2 separate regions of the Mus musculus genome follow, and region 2 is linked to region 1. Evidence: chromatin contacts called from public Hi-C data. All regions are on one chromosome and are shown on one strand. The core of a region is the stretch at or near the end of the contact, and the rest is flanking DNA. Distances in the headings are between cores, read along the strand shown. Region 1 overlaps Eif3h (eukaryotic translation initiation factor 3, subunit H). Region 2 has its middle 120 kb from the start of Aard.

Region 1 (6,712 bases), core at 4,120-6,619:
ACAGTTTTCTTGGGATAAAACTGCTTGCCTAGTGGTCTCTTGAATTATGTGTTATATTATTATGTTATTATGATACTGTAAAACCTAGAAATGTGTCTGTCTTCTTTGTTTCTGTTATGTTTTGTTTTTTGATGCAACATAGGTAGCTTTTTGAGTGGTCCAGTTTTGCTCAACTTACATTATAGAATTTGCGTTTTAAGGTTATAGTGAGGAAACCTACTCAGAGAATATATGCTTTTTAAAATGTAAGTTAAAAACCCTCAAGTTAAAATTCCCATTAGGGGGCACTATTATCAAGCTTAGGAGAACTAGAGACTAATTTGTTTTCTCAGACATACAACCCGAGGCTTGCTAACAGCACAAAATATTTTCATCTGATAAGATTCAGATCCTGTTTTATACAACTGAATTCCTTAAATATGTTATAAAGTGTACTGAATTAAACACAGATTCAATAACTCACTGTCTTGTTTTTTAGCAGACTAAATCAATTTAATATTGCAGATGTTACAAAAAGCTTACCTTTTTGTATCAGAGCCAAATTCATAATTTTTATATTTGGAACAGAGAAACTTAATTTTGCATGCCTTAGGTTAGTCATAGAGAGAGAGTGGTCACTGTTCTCCAAACTCGGTCTCCTTAGAAAGGCAGCAGGGAACTGCAGAAGGGAATGGACTTAGATAGCAAGTCCGTGGCATGCATGAGACCCTGGACTTGCTTTTGGCCAATTTTCGTTGTAGCAAAATTTTCTTTTGCTAAAAGTTTAAAGTACAGAATTATCTCGAAATAAAAGTTAAAGCAGAAAGTGTTCCCAGGACTCGTTAAATGATTACAAAGTCACTTTAATGAGATGAGGGCTTCAGAGGAGTCCCGTGCAGCTCAGGTGCTGCTTCTACTGCTGGGCTAGGAGAGCGAGCTCTCAGTCGTCATATTTGTAATGTTAAAGCTGTGCTGGATGGCAGAGACAGTCTTGGTCTAATTACTTGTTGCGTGGTCACCTCCCTTCCTTGGTTGTCTGAAGCCAGAACTGCTAGAAACCTACCGGAGGCTCCTCCTTCAGCTTTGTGTTGCCTCAGAATTCAGAGCGTGGTCAGGACAGAGAGCATGATTCGTAGTTTTCAGAAATATGGAGACGTTTTATAGAATGATGTGATACTTGCTTAATGTTTCCTTGCCTATATTGTTAGTAACCACTATGATCTGTTGAATACATTCATTCTAAAAAAACTATCTTTTTTTTAAACAAAGGACTTTTTGGGTAGAAATATTAGGCAGTTTTCTTGGTAGAAATATTAGACACTTCAGGGGTTATGCTTGAAGCTTGTTGGAAAGATAAAGTGAAAGTATGATAAAATGCTACATATATTTCAGGGACAAAAGATTACCCACGGTTATTTATTTCAGCATTTATGCAGAAGTGACATTGTGCAGATAGTGAAAAAAGACAGAAAGATAGCAAATCCTAGTTCTAGCTGGGAGAGAAGCGTGTAAATAATGTGTGGCGTGTACTTGATACATTTGGGGTGAGGTGGAGAGAAGGGTAGGAGTGAGTAGATGTCAGGATGCTTTCTTGTTTGCGATGACCTCACAGAAGTGATGCTTAAGCAACTGCTAGGATGATCGATTCTTTGTGTATCCTAACTATCCACATTTGTGGGACATAGTAAATAATGTGGGCATCTCAAGAAATAAAGAGCAAACTGCTGTGATGATTTGACTTGGCATTTATTTGGAGAAAGTTTCTTGACTGATTCCTTGACTTGAGATGTGGCTGCCCCTGTAGTATGTAGGGCTCGAAGCTTTGGAGAGGCGTGCCCATGATAAGCAGGTCTTAGTGTGCTGTGCTAGTCTCAGCTTTGTGGACATTTAGTCCATAGCTCTGTATAAAACATTTAGTAAAATGTTTGATACATTTTAACTATTTAATAAATAATTCATTTTACAAGTCTAGGCAGCAGACCATGTCACAATTTATATAGTTCTGGTTTTGTTGTTGTTAGTCATGGTACTATTTGAAATGTCAAAACATAAACATTTGATGATTTTGTGGTGACCGTTGAAAGCAATGAACTAATTTAGATTAATGCCTTACCAACTTATTTTGATCACTCAGACTGTGAGTAAAACTTTAAAATGATATGCCTTGTAAGGTGGTTAGAAAATACGAAATAAAATCTAAATGTGAAACTGAAATTTCAGTATATTCAGGTCTTTTTGTTGTTCTTAAGTGTTTTTTAGGAGTACCTATAAAAGTGTGGGCAAAATCTGGCTTCATTTTAAAACTTTCAACAGTGTCATTGTGTTTATTTCATGTCTTAAATTTCACTTTTTAAAAATTAGTTGAGAAACACCATTGCGCAGAAAATGCACTGTTGAAAATCTGGTCCATGTGAAAGGTTTTTCTGCTTAAAGAAACGAAAGCGCTCTACGCCGTCCTCTCCGCGGTCCCCAAGTGTAAGTGCTATGGTTTGGAAAGAAGCCAAGGAAAACCTGTTTGAATTTTGTGCAGACTTAAAGTAATACTGTAAGATTTGAAAATTACAGGTGGATATAGTACTTAAATAGTATTTAAAATTCCTAAGTTTCCCAAGTCTAAAAACATAATCCTTAAATTACCATTCCCAGTGGTTTAAATTTTAATTAAATAAAAACTGTTTTACTTTTGATCCACAACAACTATAGGTGAAGATATTTGAATTATTACTAAATTTCAAGCTGATAATCATTAAGAATGAACTATTTAACACTAATTAAAATGTCAAAAGACCACAATTAGACCATGTAAGCAAAGGCTCTGTTATTTCTGTTTTTCTATAAACCGTTTCCTAAGAAGCAAGTTTCAACTCATTTTCTATTTTGCCTAGAAATGTTGACCAATTTCAGTCCTCCAACTAACTATATTACCTTACCTGTAAATTGTATGTGTATAACTAGACTAATTATAATTAGGTTTGGTGTTTTTGATGTGGATGTTGCATTTTCCAAAGAGAAATCTATAAGACGTAAAGTCCGTTTGTTGTGAATTAACCTTTCTGCTTGAGATTGCTCCCAGGGAGCTTTCCATACCTTCACTGTTTTCTCACCTGAGTCTTACTTAGTACCTTTGTAGAGACCAGCAAGCTTCGTTGGTACCCTTTATCTGCTTTCTGATGTAGTGAAACACAAAAGCAGTGTTTATTTTGACCTAATATAGTATAGATTTATATACCCTGAATCACTTCCTGGCCATGCTCTTGTGTGCATTTATTTACCCTTGTTTTTTCTAACATCTAACTGTTAGACATCGTTTAACATGTAGGCAGCCTCTGCTTGAATAAGGAGAGGATTGAATGTTCATTTCAGCAGTCTTTGCAGAGATACGTCCACATTATTTCTATTTGACAGAACTAGATAGGTGGTGATGCTGTACAGACGTGTTTTATAGCAGGTAAGTTTAGAGCCAGCAAGTAGGAGTCTGACTGCAGAGCTAGTTGGAACTCTAGAGATTTCTGACCTGCCGTTAGCCTGAGCAGGCTGCAAGGATGACAGCAGTAGCTGCAGCTGGGCCTCTGCCAGCCATCCTTACTGAATCTTACTATGGGTTCTGTTGGGGAAGGGGAGGACTGCACGGGTCTGCTCCTTATGGAACTTGGCTGTTTTGAGCAGCACATTTGGCTTGAAGCACGGAAGCCTAAGAGATGATGTTAGTTGTTAGGTGTTATATGATGTTAGAGGACAAAGTGAAAACTGATAAGTGAAGATGCTAGATTCATTTTGTCTGTCTGTCTGTCTGTCTGTCTGTCTGTCTGTCTCTCATCCATTCATCCAAAGTAGGATGACAAATAAATATTAATTCTGTGATTTAAAATTACTATATAACAAAATAATTTATTCTTGAAATTTTACAAACGGATCATTCTTGCATTGTATTAGTAGTATATTAGTAGTAGTGTATTTTATTCTTTTCACCTCATTTGATAGCAACTCCCGGTGCTTTAAATGTGCTTAGTGAGTTGTTTTGGTGTTTGTTGTTTGAGACAGGGCCTCGTGTAGCCAAGGCTGCCTAGAAACCTTACTGTAGCTAAGGGTCTTCTCAAACTCATTCTCCTCCTGCCTCCTTCCTCGGCGCGAGGGCTGCAGACAGGAGATGGACCACCACCTATATTTACATAGTTTTAAAGTGTATTACTAAAGTTCCTCGTATTGTGAATTATTTCTCCTTAAAATGTTTTATTTTGATTTATCATATTTCTATCAACTCAACTCGAGCTCAGTTCTACCTTCAAAACAGTAGAAATTTGGTACTAGAACAGTGTGAAGGATTAGGTGAAGAACAGTGAGGCGATGCCTTGATTTTCCTCTGGTGCTTCAGTAAGGAAAGGGATGGTAAGGAGAGGACACGGCATACTCAGACCTTAGTGTGTCTAGGTGCTTCCTATTGCTTCACAGATTCTGGGTGTGAGCGGCAAGCCAGACTGCTCTTTCTTCAGAGTCACCCATGTGTTTCTTTTCAGATTGTCTCCTACAGGGCGTTGACTAGAAAAAACACTAGTAGCTAATTATGGGAACTGTACAGGCAGACTTAATAGTTCTCACTTGGGAACTATACATTTCCATTGAGAGACATGGAAAAGGAGGTCTAGACTGAGCTTCTCTGTGGTTCTGGTTTCCCCTGCTAGTTTGCACATTTGTGATATGGATCATATGGTAAGTAGGGAATTGAGGAAAGAAGCACAAGGTTAAATTAGTGGCGCATCTAGAGATGGGAGCTCCAGCTAACATGCCTGTGCACGGAGATCCAGTTGAAGAGAACTGGACTGATCCTGCTAGTTTGTCAGAGACGCTGTCAGTGAGTGGTGCAGACCTGAAATCAGCTTACAGTATTCACTTAAAGCATTGCCATAGCTGAAGTCTGTGGTTGTTGAATTTAACCTAGATTTCAGAAAATGTAAGTTTATGTGTGTGTGTGTACCATACTCGTTAAAGATCCAGAGCAGCTCTAAGCTTTACATGAACCATAAAGTAGTGGTGGTTGAATCAAGTCAGCTCAGGCATTCTGAGCACAGTCTCTGGAAGTCAACACAGCCTCTAGTATTGCTACCCAGAATGGAGAAACTAACTGAAGTATAGATTAAGCCGAGTAGAACAAGTTCTTATTAAATGCCACTGACTGCATCTGCAAATAGCTCGAATAGATGGTTTTATTTAACGGAAGAAGTCGGTGCCTGACTGATGGCACAGGCTTTCTCGAATCCATTGCTTTGCAGATGACTTAAACAGACAGTACTGATAAAGCCTGTCATGTGAATTTCCTTCTTTACTGAGTACACAGTATGGTTAAGTGATATGTTGTGCAATGCTTCCAATCTGCTGCCTCTGCCATCTGGGCAAACAGAATGAAAGAAAAGAAACGGATCCCTCTGCTGTAAGGAGGCTGTGTGAACACTGGGTGCCACTCGTGGCACACTGAGCTGTGGCAACTGTCTTTGTGACTAGTGTAGGTAGCTGTGTGTAAAATGGAGGCCTGTAACATGCCCAACTCTCACCTTCCCTTTGGATGGCCTGGAACCCGTGGTTGGGACAGAGCAGAGCCACGTGGAAAACCTTCACGCCCAGAGGAGAAGGTACACAAGGGCGCATTACTGCACTGTTTTCAGCCAGTCCTTCACCCTAGTCTAGTGCCAAGTCTTCCGAATGGTTTGTTTTTACCAATGTTTCAGGGGGTGGGGTTGAGCTGGTGAAAGAAGGCAGATAAATTAAAATAATTTCCTCCTTTTTAAAATCCAGTGCTGCTCTAAGTCCTTGAATCAAATGTTGAGGTGGATGTAATAACTATTGGCACTTCAACATCACCGTCGTGAAATCTTTCTGGAACCAAATTATGCTCCCTAAATTCCCTAAGACATTTAGTTCCCATTTTAAAAGGCAGCAGTACCTATAGCTGGGAACATTGCCTCCGACCTTTCAAGTTGTACCGCCGGGGACCTTTGAAGGATGAAGTATTTGGAGCAATAATACACTTTTGTCGGGGCGACGTTCTCATTTGAATCTTAGGGCTGTAAAGCAGGTTTGTGTGCTTATGCTTTTCATGTCGCTGCTGCTTGTTATCATAAAATGTGTGAGCCCTTACTCTACTCTACTAACCATGGTCATCTGGTTGCCTCCCTAGGACGTAGCAGAGCCTTGAATGGATGCTAATAGTACAAAGCCACTGTGGTTTCTGAGGCTTGCCAATCATGGCTCCAGTTCTGAAACATTCAAAATAAAACCCACTCTTTCTTTTTACTTTGACTTTTTACTTTTTTTATTTTCTTTTTGAAAAAAGAGTTGTCTTATCAGAAAACATGGTAATTTCAGCAGATCATTAATGGGAAGGAATTAATAACAGAAAGTGGTTGTTGACCCCAGGAAGTAGGTTAAATAGTGCAGCGTGGTAATAAGGACCACATATGATAAGGCGAAGGCACCTGGGTTTTATTAGGCTGCTTGATACTTTGATCACAATATTATTTCAAGGCTTGTCTATTTAAATTGCTAAGGTTTCTTGTCATCATGATTTAGATCACAATTTCTTTCATTGCAAAGAGATTTTCTTTTCTTTTTCTTTAAAAGAAAGATTCTGGCCAAGCCAAAATTTGGAGGAGGTGCAAGTTCAACAGCTAGAATAATCTTAGAACAAGAAAACCATTGCATAGAGACTTGAAAGCCACCGGATACCAGGTCCATCTGACTT
Region 2 (7,305 bases), core at 3,839-6,338, 330 kb before region 1:
CTTTTGTTGTATCCATGCGTAGCCTGAAGAGGAACTGGAATTGATTATTGTAGATCCAGTAAGAAACGTTGCCAGGAAAAAACGTTAGATATGCTTATTGTGTTATTTTAGCATAAATATTATGCATTGTTTGAAACTGTGAACTCTTTATAATTTTCTATGACATATTTTGTAGCTTTGGCTGACTATAGATAACTGAACTCATAGTTAAGGCATAATACTTATAATTTTTTAGTTTAAAAAATACTCACTTTTTATTTAAAATGAATGTCCTTTTTTTTTCATTTATCCTTGTGAGGAAGTTTAAGGATTACATATCATATGTTTTCACTAAATCCACTCCCCTATTCCCTCCCCTCCACCTCTCTCCAATGCCTTTATGAGTCTTCCCCCATAACTTCAGAGTTTTCTTCAAGAGTGACCCCTGAAGGGGTGCTCACACTCCAGCAAATTGTCCTATACTCATACACAAATAAGCAACATTAATAACACTAAGTGGGTTCACTGAGTTTCTGTAAGATGTTACTTTAGCCAAATACTTATTTTATTAAACAAACACTTGGAAGCATCCTAGCCATGGGTTTGCAAGGCTATAGGGTTATAGCAATCAACATTTATGTTCAAATATATTCCAACAAGACACCCTACTGAATATGACTGATAAAGAAAATAAGGAAAAGAGTCCCAGGCTGCCCTGAAGATGCCAGAGACAATCTGCATCAGTATTAGTCAGTGATAAACAAGGGAGCAACACAGAAGGATTAGAAATGTAGATTGCTCACAGCTACACAGCATAAAGATGAGTGAATGGCCAATAAAGTATTTGGGGAAAAGGAGAATATAAGAAAATAGAATAAGTTGATACCATTTTAGTACCCCTTCTCCACTACTGCCCACCTCTACCACCTTTAATTCCAATAACCAGCCAGTTTCTGGCCTCCTGACCTTGAATCTGATAAGTGTAGTCAATCTTTCCCAGACTGACTAATCACACCGAACACATCCAATGTGACTGTAATAGTTTGTATATGCTTGGCCCAAAGAGTGGCACTATTAGAAAGTGTGGCCCTGTTGGAGCAGGTGTAGCTTTGTTGGAGTAGGTGTGGCCCTGTTGGACTAGGTGTGTCACTGTGGGGATGGTCTTAAAGACCCTCATCCTAGCTGCCTTCAGATGAAGATGTAGAACTCTCAGCTTCTCATGAACCATGCCTGCCTAGACCATGCCATGTTTCCACCCTGATGATAATGGACTGAACCTCTGCAACTGTAAGCTAGCCCCAATTAAACGGTGTTCTTTATAAGAATTGCCTGGAGGGGGGGGTGTGGAAAGATGGCTCAGTGGTTAAGAGCACTGACTGCTCTTCCGAGGGTCCTGAGTTCAAATCCCAGCAACCAAATGGTGGCTCATAACTATCCATAATGTAATGAGATCTGATGCCCTCTTCTGGTGCATCTGAAGACAGCTACAGTGTACTTACATATAATAAATAAATCTTTAAAAAAAAAAAAGAGTTGCCTTGGTCATGGTGTTTGTACACAGCAGTAAAACCCTAATTAAGACAGTGACCATTCTTGAAAGAAACTGATCCAAGGTCCACAAAGCTCTGCAGCGTGAGTAACCACCCTCGGGTCCTGGCCTCTATACATCTCAGTTGTTACAGTGTTAGAATTCCCTAGGTTAGCCAGCCAGCATGAGGGACTTGGAAGTCGCTATCTGTCAACCTGAAACTGCACCAAACAATAGTAGTCTTTAGAAATGTTTCCAGTTCCTGAACCCCTGAACCAGATTGGACCGAAAGAAAGAAAGAAAGAAAGAGAGAGAGAGAGAGAGAGAGAGAGAGAGAGAGAGAGAGAGAGAGAGAACAGTGTTTTTATTTACTTCTCTTCCCCTCTTGAGAGGAATTGGGAATAAATTTTGAGCTTTTAAACCAGGACCTGCCCTTCAAGCAGGTATCTCTTCTCTACTTGAGCCTTGGCTTTCTAAGCTATCAAAACAGACAAACAAAAATTAAAAGCCTAAAATAGCACTTTCTCATGATGATGTCATGATCATCATCAGGACAAAATAATGCAAAACTATGGGTGAGTACATGTGTCCTTCTACCTGAATCTAGCATCCTATGGTATCCAAAGTTTGGGGGTTTTGAGGGTTTTTTTTTAGCTGTTTTTTTTTTCCATGTGAAATATCTTCTCTTGAGAATAGGTTCAAGTATAACCATCCCTGTTAAAAAAGAAAAACATCCAGACATGTGATGCAGAAGGGAGGCCAGAAGTTGCATGTTTGTGTGTGTGTGCGCGCGTGTGTGTGTGTGTGTGTGTGTGTGTGTGTGTGTGTGTATGTGTTGTGTTGTGTGTGTAAGTAAATTTTATCCCTCACATACTGAGGCCAAATCCCTATTTTTTTTCAGTCATGCTGATCTCATCAGACATTCTCAAGCCATTAACACCACACTGTGCTCCGAGACCTACATACAGCAGTCCCTCCAGTCAAAGCCACCTTCCATCTGACCAATATTTTTGCTATTGCTGCTCCTTCCGTTCGTGGCTAGCTTTCCTGAAGTGGTCCCCAGTTCCTATCTTGGTGGCACATTTCCTGCTAGTGCTACGAGCCACTGGTTCTTCTTGATGAAATGCTTCACAATGGTGAAAAGTAAACGGGAGAGAGCAGAGCTCGGAGAAGCATAAGCTTTGCAGCCAGCATAATGATGCCCCAGAGTCATCAGGCAGATCTGAGATGCCCCGTGTTCAGTCACCTCCACCAAGCAGTTCCTGCGCAGAACCCCTCAAAGTGATGCGCACACTGCTTCCTTGGCCCTTCATCTATTGCTAAGTACTACGCCCTGGGTTTCTAGATATGTTTACAGTTTGTGTATCCCCTCCAAAGAGAGCCTGTCCTCTCACAATTCTTGATGTCTGAGTGTCATGTAGGTGACCTGCATTCCTACTTTCTACTTACCCATAATAATGAGCCCAACACAAGCAAGTGCTCCGTAGACGAGCTGGCAGCCAAGACCAAATGGCCTGGCTCAAAAGTAAATACATTGGCAAGCTTGGCCTATGAAGTTCTTCTTTCTGGAATATATATTTAGAAAGGGGGACAATGCGATATTTAACAATGAACAAGAAAGTCAAAAGAAGCTAACGTCCATTTTGCTGCTGTGGCAAGCAGCAAAGTCTTAGCCAGGCATAATTTATGAACAGACAGAAAGTATGTGGAGTGGAGCTTAAGAAAGACTGGTGCAGAAAGAGGAGAGCAAAGCAGACAAACAGGAAAGAGAAAGACCTTGAGGAGAGGACATGGCTGTCTGTCAGTTCCACAGCCTTCTGGACTGATTCCACTTCTGTCGGGAGATCTTTACAATAGTCTTTTCCAAGGAGACGACTTGGCTAGAACAACCCTTTGTTCTGATTAAGCACTAGATAAATGTTACTCTCTTTCCTGATTTATTGATACAGTCAACTATTCGTCTCATCAAACATTCTGACACGCATACTTTAATGCACTGATTCAGTTAAAAAATTCTTGCCCACCTACCATGGGCTAAGCCTTTGCTGCATGCCTTGTTTGTACTGAGCACTGAACTGGAAGCTTCCTAAATTGTGTTTGTGTTTTTCTGGGCACTGGACAGGAAGATGAGAAGAACATAAGAGTGGCCTAAAGGTGACATGGATGTTTAGGAAAATAGAAGAATGTTCATCAAATGGCTAAGAGAGGTCTCCCCATCCCTTAATTCTTCTTTACGCCAGACAACTCCAGCACCCACAATAGAAACACATATAACGTCTGAATTTTTCCTTTGTTTATTCCCCTGTCGATCTGCCCCGCCTTAAGAGAAGATTCAGAGTAGGGCTTTCACAGCAATGTCCCCTGATCCTGCCCTGTGGTTGAGGAATGTGTTTCACTCCATCCCCTGCCCAGTCCCTCAGCCTTTCATATGCCACCACCTGTCACGAGGATGTCACAGCACAACAAAGGACAGCTTTAATTCTAAGGATTATTTTCCTCTGTCGGCTTTAAAAAGGTAGAGGGAAAGCATGCCTGTATTCCCACCTTACAAAAGAGTAAAGTATTGCAGTGACTAGATGGGGGGAGATCGCGGGGCCACCGGGTGTCTGGAAAGGTCTGTAAGATCAGGTTCGCTTTCATGTCCAAATGGGAACCGAGCAGATGGCTCCTCTCAGGGCTGTTTACTCACGCTACAGCTCTGTTTGAAAAGACCTGCTGCTGAGAGCAGAGGCTGGGGCACAGGAGGACGCTGCAGTCACTCTGAGTCAGCCATCTAGGTCAGGGGCTCCAGAGCCACGCTTCAGAGTGGGCGTGGGAGTTGGCAGGCCACGTTAAGCATCTCCAGAGCCTCACAGGCGCTGCCTGCTTCGCCGCAGTGAGATAGAGACCCAGCAGCTGTGGAACATCAAAGCTCCCATCTTTAGGCTACAAACAATATTAGCTAAGCCTGGTTAAGGTTTGTAATTTCCAGTAACAGGGCAGGGGTGGGACAAGTAATTGGCAGCCAGGGCCTCTAATCAATATCAGATTGGCAGTAAATTAGTTGTTTAATTAAATAAAGGTAATTTGTTGAATTGCCAATTATCTTCCCAATATGAGAGACCTCAATTCAATAAAACAAGAGTCTGGTGAGGAGACAAAACTACTCTACAGGCTCTATAACAGCATTTCACCATGAAATCTCCCTTCAGGAGGAGGCTTGAGCCTATAGATACACCAGGACCTTTCACAAGGTTAATGATCCAGACTGCCACCTTCCAACACGATTGCAAAGGTCAAACTGTGGTTCCCTCGGAGCTGAGCTGGCTCCTAGTTAGATTGCCAAAGGATTAAACCTTGTTCCTTCAAACAAGAGGCAACTGAATACTGAGGACTGCGTGCTGTCAGGAGGAAAATTAATTCCTGGGAGACAAGAAGTGTTAAACTCCCTGTTTAACTTAGTAATTATTTAATAACAATAGGCATAACAATAATAATAAATAGTAATTTGATGCATCTTTCTGAAACCCAAGAGCCTTGAGCCGGCAGGCAGAAACAGCAGCTGGGCCTGGCGTGCCAGCAGCCGTCCCAACACTAGATGGCAGCTCGAGCCTGCGTTTGGATCTGTGTCTCCTCTGCAGCTCTCCAATACTTCCCCCAACCGCCCAAGAGATTTTTAGTCCTCTGAATTTTAACCAATTGTGCTTCATCTTTTGTCTCCAGAAGGACAGAAATAGGCTTCCTCTTTCCCTCTAATTGATTTTAAGTTTCCCTTTGTTCAAGCTCTGCTAAAACGAGGAACGAGCCCTATTTTTCAAGGGCTGGCCTGCTTGCGACTTCTATTAAGTGGGCCAAATAATTATACCCCAAAGAGAAACCTGTTCTCTGGAAAGCACTCCGCATTTGCTCCCAGAGCAATGTTTGCTCGACTCCTTGCTGTGGGCACGCGGCAGGGGAGTCGCCGTCCCTGAGGAAGTTTGGGTCTTCTCTTTCAAACCAAATTGCTGGCTTATTGAACATATCATCTGCTCTAAATGCCCTCTCAGACTGGTTAGTTTATCAAAAAGGGTGCTAAGTTTGCCTTTTGGTTCCCAAGTCCCTTTACTGGATGGCTTTTCCCATACTCCTTTTCAAATAACAGCATCGCTACTAAGCACAAACAGCTTCACAGCCCAGTGCAGTCCTGACTTTCCTTCCATACTGAGTCCCTATTGTTTATGGCAACAGTCCAGAAAGCAGGCATAAGCCCTTGGCCATGGCTGCCGCACCCAGTGCTTTGACTGAGCTATTATTACCTTCTGCTTCAAGCACTAGCCTGCATCTCTTCAGGTTGGTGATGACGCTACTCCCCTCAGTTTCCAATTTGAGTCCCTCCCTTTGCTAACTGTCAAGTCCATTTAGCTGGCATTCTCCATCCAGGACTTTCCTGTGTCAGAGCATTTATGAGTCAATAACCTCTAAAGAATAGAAGCTCCCTGAAGGCCGTGTCCCCATCACAGATTGCTCTACTGCCTAGGAGTATAAAGCTGACTAATCTATATGTATTAAATTAAATAAGTACAGAATGAAAAATTTGTAAACTTGCCTCACAACCATGAATTCTCTCTAACATGTATCGAAACATAGTTGAAAAAAATCGAAAGCCGTTGAAAACCTCTGAGTGGCTTACGGGAATCTATCACACCGTGTCATCATTGGTAGTTTTCTGTAAGGGGAAATGGGCATGATAGATTACAGAATCCTGTTCAAGTACCCCCTGCTTAGCAGTGAAGGTATTGTAAACACACTGGTCATTGTTTAACATATCATCTCTATCGACCAATTAGAGTTCTTGCGCTGCCAAGAGTGCCCTCTCTTCTGTTGTCTGTCACTCTCCCCTCACTTTTGTGACTCTATGATTACCTGGCTTTGGCTGACCTCCTTGAGTTCTCTCTGCTCATTCAGTGGCCACTGGGCCTCAGAAATCCACCTAAGTCTTTGTTGGGAAGCCTTCCTTAGATACTGAAGACCCTCCCGATGCCCACTTCTGAATTCTAGTAGCCCTGAACTCCTCCTTATTCGTGACTTTTAAAATCAAGATCCAAACTATGCAAGATGATGGCCTTGCTAGGAACTAGAGTGCACATTCTATACTAACTGGAAATAGAGCATGCATGCGTTCCTTATTCTAATTAGTTCCTTCCTATACAACCTAGCTTCCACAGCTGAAAGCTAGCTACCTAAGGAATGCTTTATGCTATCCATCTTTTATATTTTACAAAGTTTCTAACATGATCCTAGATAATTCAACAACACTCTCCAAACTGGTTCATATAAAGTAGGTTATCCTATGAAATGACTCATCCATAACCCAAAATCAATACCAAAATAATCTATTATCATCCTATTCCAAGTCTTAGAAGTACCAGGAGCAGAACAGAGGAAGAACAAGACTCTAAGAGAGCCCATGTCTGGTGCCAGGAAGATTGTGGGATGACACTTCAATAGACACCCAGTACTTCCCTAGAGACTGCAGCCCAAAGGTAGGACTGCAAAAGGAGGTCATGACAAATCATGACAGTGGCCAGCTCCACCAGGACAGCCTCTGAGATCACAGTTTGTGTGTGTGTGTGTGTGTGTGTGTGTGTGTGTGTGTGTGTGTGTGTGTGTAGGATTCTGTGGCTGACTCGTTTTTAATTGATTAATCTACTCACTTTACAGCCCAATGTCTCACCCTCCTTCCTCCCAGTACCCTCCTACTCTGAGAAGGGGGAGGTCCCTCCTGGTATCACCTGCCACCCAGACTCATCAAGTCACTGCATCCACTCCCATTGAGATGG

Evidence for each region. Hi-C and Micro-C count contacts between places; a contact is called where the count stands out from the background.
Region 2: a Hi-C map of forebrain shows a contact between it and region 1, with 4 times the contacts expected there. The contact joins two enhancer-like sites. A contact is called at or near these places in 7 of 484 Hi-C or Micro-C datasets (the G1E-ER4 cell line, the HPC-7 cell line, cerebral cortex and 3 more) and 1 of 115 datasets of contacts at active chromatin or transcription factors (embryonic stem cells).

Annotation. Positions count from the first base shown.
Region 1 is chr15:51,832,943-51,839,654 of GRCm38.p6, reverse strand. The region is part of intron 2 of Eif3h (eukaryotic translation initiation factor 3, subunit H); the gene reads left to right. Among named protein-coding and RNA genes, the nearest start is that of Eif3h, 29 kb to the left of the region's middle. Within about 2 kb of position 5,369, at least 35 of the 459 cell types and tissues checked have an H3K27ac peak or open chromatin away from gene starts, as enhancers often do. A contact at or near this core is called in cerebral cortex, forebrain and uterus, where this site is marked.
Region 2 is chr15:52,158,729-52,166,033 of GRCm38.p6, reverse strand. No RefSeq gene overlaps it. Among named protein-coding and RNA genes, the nearest start is that of Aard, 120 kb to the right of the region's middle. Within about 2 kb of position 5,088, at least 72 of the 459 cell types and tissues checked have an H3K27ac peak or open chromatin away from gene starts, as enhancers often do. A contact at or near this core is called in cerebral cortex, forebrain and uterus, where this site is marked.